2 separate regions of the Mus musculus genome follow, and region 1 is linked to region 2. Evidence: chromatin contacts called from public promoter capture Hi-C data. All regions are on one chromosome and are shown on one strand. The core of a region is the stretch at or near the end of the contact, and the rest is flanking DNA. Distances in the headings are between cores, read along the strand shown. Region 1 has its middle 46 kb from the start of Nipal2. Region 2 holds the start of Nipal2 (NIPA-like domain containing 2).

What was found. Promoter capture Hi-C pulls out the DNA fragments that hold promoters and counts their contacts.
Region 1: a promoter capture Hi-C map of hippocampal neurons shows a contact between it and region 2, with 1.7 times the contacts expected there. The contact joins the enhancer-like site here to the promoter of Nipal2 in region 2. A contact is called at or near these places in 3 of 39 promoter capture datasets (embryonic stem cells, hippocampal neurons and stem cell-derived epiblast-like cells), 2 of 484 Hi-C or Micro-C datasets (the N1E-115 cell line and forebrain) and 3 of 9 other capture datasets (adipose tissue, liver and pancreatic islet).

The regions. Positions count from the first base shown.
Region 1 is chr15:34,721,287-34,727,957 of GRCm38.p6, reverse strand. No RefSeq gene overlaps it. Among named protein-coding and RNA genes, the nearest start is that of Nipal2, 46 kb to the right of the region's middle. Within about 2 kb of position 4,802, at least 5 of the 459 cell types and tissues checked have an H3K27ac peak or open chromatin away from gene starts, as enhancers often do. A contact at or near this core is called in hippocampal neurons, where this site is marked.
Region 2 is chr15:34,674,091-34,681,305 of GRCm38.p6, reverse strand. It overlaps Nipal2 (NIPA-like domain containing 2), which reads left to right and starts at 2,600. Exons shown (of 11, transcript NM_145469.5): 1 at 2,600-2,747. The coding sequence starts at 2,613. 4930413F20Rik (RIKEN cDNA 4930413F20 gene) reads right to left here and starts at 6,233. Exons shown (of 4, transcript NR_045883.2): 1 at 6,101-6,233; 2 at 5,740-5,916; 3 at 3,105-3,263; 4 at 2,102-2,728.

The sequences.
Region 1 (6,671 bases), core at 3,553-6,052, 44 kb before region 2:
CTTTGGTGTAGCTGCTGAGCGTGAAGGAGGAGTGTTAGGAGTGAGAAATGAAGGAGAGACTTGCATCACTGCCTTCTACTGAGTAAATGCCTGTTCCTTTGTCCATTAATAGAGTCCATATAACCAGCAGAAGGTTGCTCCTGCTGTGCTCAAGCCTGTAAGTACAGATCTCAAGCCTGTTCAGGAACTTTCAATCTTTTGTTATTGGTTTCAGATTGTTTAAAACAAAACTCGTCCACCTCCACACTCTCACATACATCTAGAACTTGGTTCTAACATTCTTAGCATCTCAAAACATTCAACAGACTTTTATGCATCTAATTTTACTCATAAAATGTAATTCCATTGATGCAATAGAACTTAAATTTCACTGCCATGAACACCTCTATAGAAGATGAAAAACAAAAACAAACAAACAAAAAACCAACATCACAAGATCCCAGAGTGCCTGATCCCCATCTGAGGCTCCTGTATTTCAGCCATCTTGCCTAACCCAACAAAGTTTATCTTGCTTACTTTAAAAACAAGTCCAAAGGTCGCTTGATAGCTCAGTGGAAAAATACACTTGCTATGCATGCCTGACTTAATCTGAATTGGATCACCAGAATTCATGATATCATATATATATATATATATATATATATATATATATATATATATATATATATATATATATATATATATATCATAGCAAATAAACATATAAAATGATCCCCAACATTATGTGTCATTAGGGAACTGTAAATTAAAACAACCATCAAAATAAATAAATAAATAAATAAATAAATAAAACAAACTACTAGCTCCATCAAATGATGGTGAGGATTCAAAGCATTTTGAAATATTTATGCATATAATCTGTATGTAAGTTTGTATATATGCACACAATGATAAGAATGATAAATTATCTGTATGACACAATTATACATGCAGGTCACTTGCTAGGAGCTTTACAAGGCATGGGTAATAAGATACTCAACCTGCGGCTCTTCTTCCTCCTTCCTGTTGGGCAGAGCTTTCCTGACAGCCTGGCTTTGTGAGGATGCTCGGATGCTCGGATGCTTCTTGTCTGTAGAAGTCCCACTTCTCTTGATCCAGAGATTTAAGAAGCCAAGAAAGGAAGTGGGATTTCCAGATGAGATTTGTGTCATTGGAAACCATGTCAGAAACTTTATTTCCAGATGGAAACAGTGCCCTCCTGAGAACTTGCCAGATGATGGTTTGCAAAACAGTCGTACTCTTCAGGGACCTGGGACAGTGTCCAAATGGGGTTTTTATGGTTCTAGAATTCCACATGATCCAGTCTTTTTTCAAAATCACACTCAAAGAAAATACATTTATCAACTAAAAGTCGTTTTTGAAGCATGCAAGTCCTTATTTGCATGTCTTAAAGATAGGGGCCAACTTATAGTCCTAGGCAACCCAGGAGACAATCAGGACTTGACTCTACTCCAGTTCTGTTCTACAAAAGCTACCCCATAGCATATGTCTGTCCATCAGACATTTCTAAAGATTCCATGACATCCTTTGAAGACTGGAGAAAGCCACGGTTATAGCAGGAGCACAGATGCCTGGTATAGAAACCTTGACACCCATTTAGGGAAATGCAGACTAGTCAGTAGATGTTTTCCAAGTGTGTTGGCGTGAAGAGTGACTTAAACCTAGGGACAACTTGATGAGACATTACCCAGTGGCAAGAACTGCACAAAATAGGTAGGTAGGCCCAGGACAATATGTGGAGGTTAGAGAAGAGTAAGAGGTCATCAGCAACAATGGCAAAAGAGAAAGTAGTAAACGTCCCAGATCTAGAAAAAAGTATGGTGACCCAAAGAGCAGCTGAGGTTCATGGGCAGTATTGGCAAATCCAGGCAAATGTTCTATCCTAATAAGGTAAGGCCTTGGCTGCAGATACCCAATGAAGGGGGATTATATAAGACACAGTCTTACAAGTACAGCCTACATGGACTCTAAAACAAGACTTATCACAGAGAGAACACAAAGCTTAGTGTTAGAAAGAGCAGAGACCAGAGGGGAATAATAGAAAACTGAATGCAACAGAACCCACAGAATCCCAAGATATAAAGTATAAGTGCCCTGTGTGCTTCGTAGGCAACCATGCTCGGAGGCCGTTAGAGCCTGGGCCACGGACGTATTGTTAGGATGTATTAGATGTATTAGAATGTATTAGAAACTCCTCCATTGTTGGTGGGATTGCAAGCTGGAACAACCACTCTGGAAATCAGTCTGGCGATTCCTCAGAAAATTGGACATAGTACTACCTGAAGATCCAGCAATACCACTCCTGGGCATATATCCAGAAGATGTTCCAACTGGTAATAAGGACACATGCTCCACTATGTTCATAGCAGCCCTATTTATAATAGCCAGAAGTTGGAAAGAACCCAGATGCCCCTCAACAGAGGAATGGATACAGAAAATGTGGTACATTTACACAATGGAGTACTACTCAGCTATTAAAAACAATGAATTCATGAAAATTTTTAGGCAACGGGATGCATCTGGAGGATATCATCCTGAGTGAGGTAACCCAATCACAAAAGATCACACATGATATGCACTCACTGATAAGTGGATATTAGCTCAGAAACTCAGAATATCCAAGATATAAGATACAATTTGCTAAACACATGAAACTCAAGAAGAAGGAAGACCAAAGTGTGGATACTTTGCTCCTTCTTAGAATGGGGAAAAATACCCATGGAAGGAGTTACAGAGACAAAGTTTGGAGCTGAGACAGAAAGAAAGACCATCCAGAGACTGCCCCGCCTGGGGATCCATCCCATATACAACCATCAAACCAAGACACTATTGCATATGCCAGAAAGATTTTGCTGACAGGACCCTGACATAGCTTTCTCTTGTGAGGCCAATGCCTGTCAAATACAGAAGTGGTTGCTCACAGTCATCTATTGGATGGAACACAGGGCCCCTAATGAAGGAGCTAGAGAAAGTACCCAAGGAGCTAAAGGGGTATGCAACCCTACAGGTGGAACAACAATATGAACTAACCAGTACCTCCCAGAGCTGTGTCTCTGGTTGCATATGTAGCAGAGGAAGGCCTACTCCACCATCAATGGGAGGAGAGGCCCTTGGTTTTGGGAAGATCATATGCTCCAGTACAGGGGAATACCAGGGCCAGGAAGCAGGAGTGGGTGGATTGGGGAGCAGGGCAGGGGGAGGGTATAGGGGGCTTTGGGGATAACATTCGAAATGTAAATGAAGAAAATATCTAATAAAAGAAAAAAGAAATAAAAGAAACCGCTAATGATGTGGGGCAAGCGGCACAACTCATCTCAGTTGAGTGTACTTCTCCCTGATGGGGGCTGGTGACTTCCACTCCCTGATGCATGGAATGGCAGGATAGTTTCAAGCCACTTGATGCTCTATGGTGTGATTATTTACAGGAGAACTTTACATGTATCTAATTGAATGAGGTTTGATGAAGCAGAGAACAATTCCTGGGGCAGCCAGAGCCCAGAACTAGAATGATGAGGAATGATTCTTCAGCTGCTGGGAATATTTCTAAGAAGCAATGTATGGAAAACATCACAGGGTGCAAACACAGCTGGACTTGGGGAAGCATCATGCCCTTTGCTTTTTTCAGGCTCAGTTTAAATAGTTAACTGCCTGCAAGCAACCTGCTGTGGCTCACTGACAGCTCGTACTCACTGTTCAAGTTGGTTACAGGCTGTGAAGACAGCATAGTAAAGAGTTTACCCAAGAATGTGAGGACCTTGGCCCAGCTCTGTGTCCCACATTAAAAGCCAAGTGAGAGGCAAAGCACTTGTTATACCAGTGCTATGAGGTGAGGATGGTAGGCTTTCAGATCTCAATGGGTAACTAATCTAGACTACTTGGTAAGTTCCAGGCTAATAAGAGATCCTGTTTTTGAAAGAGAGAGAGAGAGAGAGAGAGAGAGAGAGAGAGAGAGAGAGAGAGAGAGAGAGAGAAGAAGAAGAAGAAGAAGAAGAAGAAGAAGAAGAAGAAGAAGAAGAAGAAGAAGAAGAAGAAGATGATGAAGGAGGAGGAGGAGGGGAGGAGGAGGAGGGGAGGACTGGCTACACACACAGACACACAGTCATACACATATGTGCACACACAAGCACACACACAGACACACACATGGACACAGATACTCACACACATACACACACTCACACACACACACAGACACACACATGGACACATACACACACTCACACACACACACAGACACACACATGGACACAGACTCACACACACACATACACACACACACACACACACACAGACACTCACACAGACACACACATTTGATTGGAATCTTTTTACTCACCAGGGTAAGCTTATGTTCACTGTGTATGGAGAAACACTTTAGGTCAACAGGGAGTAGGACTGTCATGTGTTTGTTCCTCTTGCCTTCCACCATTGTCATCATGTCATCTGCCCATTCTGGTTGGGTCTGGGAGTGAAGCCTGGGTGCAGATAATGGTTAGGGAAGTGTAAGACTGAGTGTACACACCAGTGAACAAGATCAGCCAATTGATCTGTTTGTAAGTCAGTCTTCTGGCATGTGGGAGTCCTGTCTATAAAAGCTGCCCTGGTCACTAGTCTGGTCTACCATGCCTTGTACTTTAGGACAAAGAGGCTAAGCATAGTGTTAGCTTGAGATAAAGTCCCACATTGAGCCAAGGTCAGATCAAAGCCACACAGAGGCTCTCCTAGACCCACCACCCAGTTCCTGGTAACAGTGCCCAGCACGGAAGCCCATGGTTGGGATCTGGGGAGAGGGAATGTTCATTATCTTTTATCCTTCCTACTGGTACTGCAGGAGCAGCTCCACTGAGTGGGAGCGTCTGTTCCCACCATTTACCAGCTGCTGTAAAAGAATTAAAAGTGCCATTTGAGACTGTGATCATTTAATGATGAGGCTGTGAATTAGGGCATAATGGCAGAATTGCTGCCTCGTTTTCAAGTTTAGATTACTGGAGCTGAGTTTATCTGGTGTGGCTAAGCAATGGGCCATGTACTGCAGCTCTGGGAAGAGACACATGGGACTCTCCAGAAGAAGGAAGAAGAAAAAGTATCACACTTGAGAGGGGAGACTGCACCAGAGGAGAGGCAGCAGAAAGTCTGACACTCCAATTAAATGGGATTGCAGCATCTGATGTCCCAAGTCACCAAGAGAAAAGAGCTCTAAATAAAACACTTTCAGACAACTGAAAGCAAACACTTTTCCCCAAAAATGGAAACTTCTAAAAACATACTCATCGTTTCATGACATAATGGAGCTATGTCCCAAGAAGGCATGTGGAGCTATTTGCCCTGGTGCTAACTGACCCCTAACTAATGTGTTTTTCTATTTGCCCTCTCCCTCTCCCTCTCCCTCTCCCTCTCCCTCTCCCTCTCCCTCTCCCTCTCCCTCTCCCTCTCCCTCTCCCTCTCCCTCTCCCTCTCCCTCTCCCTCTCCCTCTCCCTCTCCCTCTCCCTCTCTCTCTCTCTCTCTCTCTCTCTCTCTCTCTCTCTCTCTCTGCCAGATTCCACTTCTCAGTGTGTCATGCCCAACTCTGCTTACCTTACCTGTTTGACCTCAGCAGGAACTGAAGCTAACTTGGGAAAACCAGAAAAATCAGCCCATGAGAACAGTAAATCTGTGTCTTTGTGGATTCCAGGAAAACAGAAGTTCTTTCAGGTTTTTTTCTATGTATTTATCTGTCATCACTGCCACCCTTCTCTCCAAAATACATACAGAAACACATACACACATATATATACCACACACATCATAGACATACGTGCATACCAGAAACACATACACACCACACACATTATACACACACATATACACCACACACATTATACACATACACTATACACACACATACAACACACACACACACACACACACACACAGAGAGAGAGAGAGAGAGAGAGAGAGAGAGAGAGAGAGAGGGAGAGAGAGAGAGAGAGAGAGAGTAATTTAAGACCAAAGCCTCAATTCATAACTTTTTCATCTCAATCGCTACCATGACTACAAGGACTTCCCAGGGGGAAGGAGTACACTGGAGCAAGGCAAAAGATCAGCCGAGAACCAATGCCTTCTATTTCAGTATCAGGCTTTGTTTGCCCAAGTTGTTGAGAATGCCTGGCCAGAAGGCCTTGAGCCCACTTGCAAGGCTCCAGGAGTGGACAATGATAGTGAGTGATTTCTCAGGTACAGCCGAGTAGCTGGTGGCTGGAACTGGCATGGATATGGGTGTGCTGAGGCCACATAGCCATGAGAACAACTATTCCTCAACTTGCCCTGTCTCCTGTTCTGTATCTCAGAGTAAACTTGGGCTGGACCTGGGAGAGTGAGGCTGGCACCTTTGAACTCTTGCCAAAACTAAACAGATCATAAAGAGAGAGGGACACACTATATGCCTATATTCCCAGGATTTTGGTATTACTGCAGTTTTCTGGCTCAAAGTTCAATAAGAGACACTGTCTCAAGAGAAAACAGTGAAGAGTGACATTGTAGGACACCTAACGTCCTCTTCCAGCCTCTGTGCATGTACAAGTGAGCACAGCCTCGCATACAACACACACACACACACACACACACACACACACACACACACATACAGTAGCTCAGCCACTGTAGACCAACTCACTCTCTATTGGACTCTGCA
Region 2 (7,215 bases), core at 1,351-3,850:
TGGGAATTGGACCTGGGTCCTCTGAAAGAGCAAGTTGTGCTCTTAACCACTGAGCCATCTCTCCTGTTCCTCATTGTCTTCCTTTTATGTAAAAGACTGAAAGGCTCAGAGAAACAAAATTACTGTGTCAAAGTCACACAGCAAACAAGCAGTTATCAGGCTCTGAATACAGGCAATCTGTCAAGCCTCTTTTTGTAAGGTTCTCTTTAAAATCTCCACTCTGTAGTTCACTTGCATATAGGAAGTGAGATACTGGAGCTGATCTTTACCTTGAACCCTCCATTTATTCTGAGATGCTCATTGTTAAATACTACTACTACTAATAATAATAATAATAATAATAGTGATAATAGTCATAATAATAATCATGATAACAAATCAAAAAACAAAACACTAGTGTTAACTGTGTCTTGCTAAAAATGATGTTTTTAAAGTTTTACTAATTCTGCAATTAAATGATCCCAAATAAGGAGGACCAAATGGAACCCATTCTTCAAGTGCTAAGTGAAGTCCAGCTTCAAATGATGTGGCACTAGAATTAACAAGAAGTCAGCCCTTAGATTGTAGCACCAAGAACTGAGAGACTGAAATGAAATCTGCCTCGCCCCCAAGAAGCCCTGCAAGAGGCAGAGGCCAACAAAAGCAGGAACAGTCTTCGAAGCTCCACCTACAGGGCTGGGACCAAAATAGTTCACACGCATCCCTGCCGCCTCCTGTGAACCCCGTGGGAAGGCACTCTGGTCACGAATTGCTTGTTTCAACCACCCACACACACTAGGGCAGCAGCAGTGATGGCAGCCGCATCTTGGAACCCATCGATCGACTAACCAACAGCACGTAGGCTTCACATGTTTCTCCATCAAGTGCTTTCTTTCTCCAAAGGTTTTATACAAATATAAAGAGATCGAAACTGATTTTCTAAGTTAAGAAGTGAAGAAGCTTCTGAGTTGTGAGCAACAGAGCATGGGGGCCTGATCATAAAGGTCTCACAGAGCAGGCACAAACCTGTGAACGTCCCTGGAGATGGGGAAGGTCGATCTGTTTAGTATTTTGCTTGTTAGAGCCTGCCTGCATGCCTACTTACAATCTGGCTGACAGATAATACTCAGGAGTGATTGTGCCAAGCTCTGCCAGTTCCCCTCTGCCACCCCTCCTCATCTATCCTCACATACTACTCTCCAGGAGGGAAATGCCCCAAAATCTCTGGCAAGTAAAGCTAGGCATGTGACTTATTCCCAGCCAATGGGGTCAAAGGAGGAGAGATGATGGTTGTGGAGGTTGGCGATTCTTGGACAACCATTTTCCATTAAAGAGTATGCGGATCCCAGGCATGGCAGAGCTGAGGGATGGGAGTGTCCTAGAATCACATAGCAGGCATGTGTTTCAGGGGTATGGTGCTTGCTTAACATCTAAAGGCAATGGGTTCGATTTATAGCACCATATACTTATGAAATTAATGAAATTTATATAGCGAATTGATTTTTCTTTGGGGTATTTAATTGAAATAAATTCGTTTCTTTAAATTGAACATAGTTAGCTACAATTATTAATTGTTGACTTAACATTTTGTTTACTCAAGCAAGAACCAACACAACTGTCAGGACGACTTGCCTTTTTTTTTTTTTTTTTTTTTTTTTTTTTTTTTTTGCGTCTGAAATGACTTACACTCTCTTCTCTGCTTTACATATTTCCCCTAAGAAATCATCACAGCTTTCTCCCAGGTCCCTTTTTCCCTCTCTCTCTTCCTCTCTCCCTTCTTCCCTCCCTCCTTCTATCCCCCCTCTCCTCCTCCTCCTTTCTCCCTCCTCTCCTCTCTTCTCCTTCCCTCCCCTCTCCTCTCTTCCTGTCTTGTTTCCTCTCTCCCCTATCTTTAAAGTGCATAGCTTAAAGAGTCTCAGTGTCTTGAAAACAAATTCCCAGTGTAGACACTTCATGTAATAACACAAAAATCACAGAATGTTCAAAGTGACAGACAAGACAAAGATCATTTGTAGTGTAACCGAGTTTAAAACCGGTCAGACTAGAATATCCAGTATGCGTACTTAAGGTTGTTCTTAGCATTTCTGACTCAACTTAAATCACCATATGGGGCAGCTGACAACGTTTCAGCAATTCTTTATGAACTTATCTGACAGCCTATCCAGCTGCCATAGGATATCTCTTCTCTATTCTTCGAATAGTTCCTAATGGTCACTCTGTGGCTGGGCTCTTCATTCACAATGTGCCCAATATTGGGGAGAGGGAGATTATGGCTTTTTCTTTTTTCCATATGTGGAACATTTTAAACCTTTTACACGCGCGAACTGGAACTGCCAAGGGTGCCGGTCACTCTTTAGATTAATGGATAGCTCCTTTTCTCCCTGCACTTGGACAAACATTTGCTTTGTGCACAGTAGATCCCAGAGGCAAAAGAGATGATGTCATTCCTGCGCTGACAGGTGTAGGCACCGGGGCCCAGAAGGGAGCGGCGGCAACTGGGCCGAGCCCGGACCTCACCTGCGTGCCGCAGGAGCCAGGTGCCGGCGCCGGGTCGCCGGGCAGGAAGTGGCTGCGGCTGCGGGAGGACGGACGGGAGGGCCGCGCCCGAGTCCCAGCGCGTGGATTCAGTCCTCATGGCGGCTCCGGCGCGCACAGCCCCCGAGGACGACGCCTCGGCCGTCCTAGACGAGCTGTCTCGGAACTTCACATACTGGGCACCAGGCCCGGGCAACGGCTCGCTGTCGAGCGCCTGGTATCGCAGAAACCAGGTAAGGCCGCCCGCGCACCACAGCGCGCCGCCTGCCAGCTCCACGCAGGCCCCGCGGAGGCGCCAGGCCTCGGTGCCTTCCTGCCAGCTCTCCGCGCTCGCGACTGGGCGAGTGGGTAGAGCTGACACGTGACGCTGACACTTGGCTACCCATCCCCTCCGCCCCCTTCCCCCCTCCCGGCCTCGGCGGAGCAGCAGACCCCCAGGCTGCTCCCTGGTCTCACTCTTGGGCCTTTGGGTCCCCAAGGACCTCGCCTCCCCCAGCTTTCTTCCCCTCCTGCAAGGCGGTGGAGGTGGATTTCCACTTATTTTTCAGGCCAGTTTCCTTTCACAGTTAAAAAATAAAAAATGGTGCTACCCTTCTCAGAAGCAGAAACTCATTAAGGGGCTCCCAATGTCAATTCTGTGCAGAGTTGTGTCTCCAAGGTCCCAGCAATCTCAGCATCAACCTTCCCAGATACTCTCAGCTGCAGTACTTCATTGCTCGCTGCTGTCAGCCAAACACCACGGGTTTATGCTGGCAATATAAATTTAAGAGCATCAAAGAGGATCGGAGGTGTCCCCTACCCCCTCTGCTGGCCCTAAGATCAGGCAGAGAAGCAAAGCTCTCCCTAGCATTTATATTCCTCTAAGTGGGGCAAGTGATTGATCTTTCAGGCTTGCGTTAGTTTTCCTAAGCCTGTTACTTTGTTCTTGTGCATGAACAAAGCCACAGATCTTTTTTCCTTTGCAAGAATAAGGCCATAAATTTTTGTTACTGTTGTCCTCAGTGGGATATTTAACCACTAATCAAAGAGATCCTTTTTATGCTTGAAAAGTATCCTAAATGTTTGTTTCTGAACTTGGAGGTGATTTGTATAACGAATAAATAAGCTTAGATCATCTTTTTAATGTTCAACACAGGAAAGATTATGGCTTTAAAACTGTTATGTCACAAAAGATAACAAAATGGGGCAGGGGCATTGCTCAGACACTGACTGACTCTCCTTGCTTCCACTGTGGAACTACAAAGAAGAGACTTTCCTTAGTGTATGTTATGCTTGTAGTAGACACATTTCCAATATAAGTTTAAGAATGAATGGTCTGCTCTTGGTAAAATATTAGAGAGTTAGTAGATGTGACCCACCCAGGCATCATCCAAACCAGGAAACCATTGTTTTCACTAGAGAACTTATGTAGTCATTAGTTTTCTTAAACATTTCCTGGAATTCTTGATTGTCTTGGCTCTCCCAAGCACAGATTATCATGTGACACAGATGTTTGCAAGGCTTAACTTGCTCTTTATAGTACACAGTTGTACATCAGGAGGGTGTGTCCAGAAGATGCTAAGTGGAACTCCTAAACTGACACGTTAGCTGCAGTTGGTTGAGATAAGACGATGTCAGCCTTTTTCATCAGTGTGCAGAGTTAGGCCATCTTAAAAGCCATGGTATTTTAGCCTTTTGCTGTTGCTGAAAGGACAATTACTTTTGTTTCAAGGAAAAGTACAAATTGAATTTTAAAATCAATTCAACAAACATTTTATCAAGTGCCACTAGTATTGTCCAGGACAGTAAAAATAAATGGAATCTAGCTTTTCCTTTCTGATACTAACTGAAGAGAGAGATGGCTGAATATGGCCTATCACTTCAGAAAAACCAAGTGTGAGGTCTGAGCCCCCATGCCCCACAACTCATGATTGGTCCTGGGATCGACTGGCTTCTTGATGTTTCCCTCAGTTCTGTCATATCTGAGATGCTTGCACAGATTCTTTTTGGTGGTTGCCCAGCTAGCTCTCTGTGTTTTCACAGTGATTGTCATCAGGTCTTATCAAGTAGCCTTCCTCCATTGAAAAGTCCTGCTGCCCCCAAAGAGCTTTCATGGAACAGTGGCCACTTAGAAGCAGTGCTGCCAGAGACTGACGTAAGAATGCCTGCAGCAGAAAGTCTCAGAGCAAACAGTAGTAACCCTGGGCGAGTAGCTAAGAAACCACTACAGTTTGCACTGAGATCCTGTCCCACTTGGAAAGGTGGGGAGCTGGTATGGAAGGTTAGGTGTGACAGAGTTTTGCCTGCACGATAATGTTGTGTCCACACATTTTCATGACAAAAGGCTAATTAATGTTCCTAAGCACTATGGAAATATTCAGTGTGGTCTGAGACCCAAACCTTTCTTTCAGGAATGTTATTAGGTGACTAGGAAGATGTCTGTAACTCCAAAAATGGGGCATGTGGTATCATGTGAGTGGTGTAAAAGCCAGTGGAAATCCACAGTCAGGTAGCTTTCAGCTGGATGGTCAGGGATTCAGTTGGACACTTAAGAATAGGTAGGTCTTTATGATAAGTATGTTCAGGTGGAGGACATTTTAGGAAAGGGAAACCCTGATGACAAGGAACAGCTCCACTTTCTAGGAATTTCCATGCCTACAGTTTGTGGACCAGACTCAATGGTAGATGTGGCAGTTAGGGAAAATGGAGACTAAATGTGGGAATAGGGCTTAGGTCCTTGGATCTGGTCCCAGATTGCCTTAAAGGAAAAGTAAGGAAATTAGTTTTATCTGTCAGATAATCAGGAGCCATTGGGGGTTTGGGTCAGGCAGTCCAAAAGTCAAAACAAATTAAATTAAAAGAAAAAAAAGTACCACTCTGGCAATGGGCAAAGAGACACCATGTTGGTGGCCATGTTCTTATGTCAGTTGGGGCAGAGCAGATGTTCATCTTAGCCTGATGCCTGGCTTGGTGTCCAAAGCTCTTTTATGCCTGAGACTCAAGAAAAACAAATCAAATCAAACCCAGGCAGCACAGGGCAGGAGGAGGAAGACAGACAGAGACCTGTGGACCACCATGCCACCCACAGACCTTCCTCCAGCAAACAGTACAGGCGGGCCATTAGACACTCACATGCTGCCACTCCCTGCCATGTTACCCAGGGGCCTGCCAGCAGTGTGGCCAGCCTGCAGCGGGAGCCACCACAATGTGTGAGTATGTGGTGAAAAGAGAAGAGAAGTAGAATACCTTGAGCATTATGAAGAGAGATGGAACTGGAGACTCGAGGGTGGAAAGGAGAAGCCTGTTGTGGGTGGCCAGCTCCATCACCTGGAGCCACGGATAAAGTCCCAGCCTGAGCTGCTGCTGAGGACCATGTCTGGGTCTCTGGGTCTATGCAGCAGCAGGGATCACAGCACAGTAGGCCTGGTCAAAGTCAAGGGGGTGCAGGTGAGTCAGCCCCAAGGGTGAGAGCATGGAAGAGCTGGCCCTGCCACTCCTCTGCTGTGAGGTGACATTGGTGTGGGTATGATGCCCCCCCCCATTGCCCTTTACCACGTGCAGCAGTTGGGAGAGCTGGCCCTGGGGTCATGAGAGTAGAAGAGCTGACCTGCCTACTGCTGACAAGCAGAGCTGGAAAGCTTGCCCCTGTGGTGTGGATAAAGGAGAACCAGTGAGATAAACAACTCAGCTACCACCCAGGCCCAGATCCAGGGCTCTGAGTTGGCCCACCCCAAACTCTATATCATATGCAAATGGTTGGCACACTTGAAAGGGCAAGTCCTGCTGATCCAAGGCTGTAGGATCTCTATGACATAGGGCAACAACAGGATAACTGGGAGGAGGCCGAGTGAGACTCCAATATTGATGATGTCACAAAAGCCAGAGATCTTGAACCAGACCAATGACCCATTGCACTCATGGCAGTGAACATTTGCAAGTGAAGATGTGTGGACAGAGGGTGTCTTAGTCAGGGTTTCATTGCTGTGAAGAGACACTATGACCACAGCAACTCATAAAGGGCAACATTTAATTGGGGCTGGCTTACAAGTTCAGAAGTTCAGTCCAGTATCTTTATGGCAGGAAGCAAGGCAGGGTCTAGGCAGACATGGTGCTGGAGGAGTTGAGAATTCTACCTTTTGTTCTGGCTAGTAGGACAAGGGTCTTAGAGCCCATATCCACAGTGACACACCTACTCCAACAAGGCCACACCTACAAATAGTGCCACTCCCTGGGCCAAGCATATTCAAACTACCAGAGTTTGGACATACAGTGACACACTACAGCTTCCATGATGATATGTTTTCTGTGCTTTGGTGTGTGTGTGTGTGTGTGTGTGTGTGTGTGTGCGCGCGCACGCGCGCGCGCTCAAGTGCTCATTTTTTACTTTGGGGGTGGGGTAGTTTGCCAGGACAAAGGGCAGATAAGTGGGGACAGGGAGTTAAGTGGGATGGGGATGCATGATGTTAAACTCACAGCAAATCAATAAAAACTTTTCAAAAACTCTAAATTAGAAAAAGAAAACAACAATAACAACAAAAACCCAACCAACCCCCTCAGCCCCCCAAAATCCAAATTAGGATATAACAGGAGGTAGAGGCTTGAAACTGGCCAGATGTGAACTAAATCTGTTACATAGATAGGATGTGTCATGTTTGACCTTCAGGGAAGTTTTAAAGTGTTTAATATATTGTGGTCATTTAAAGATGAGATTAGCTGGGACTA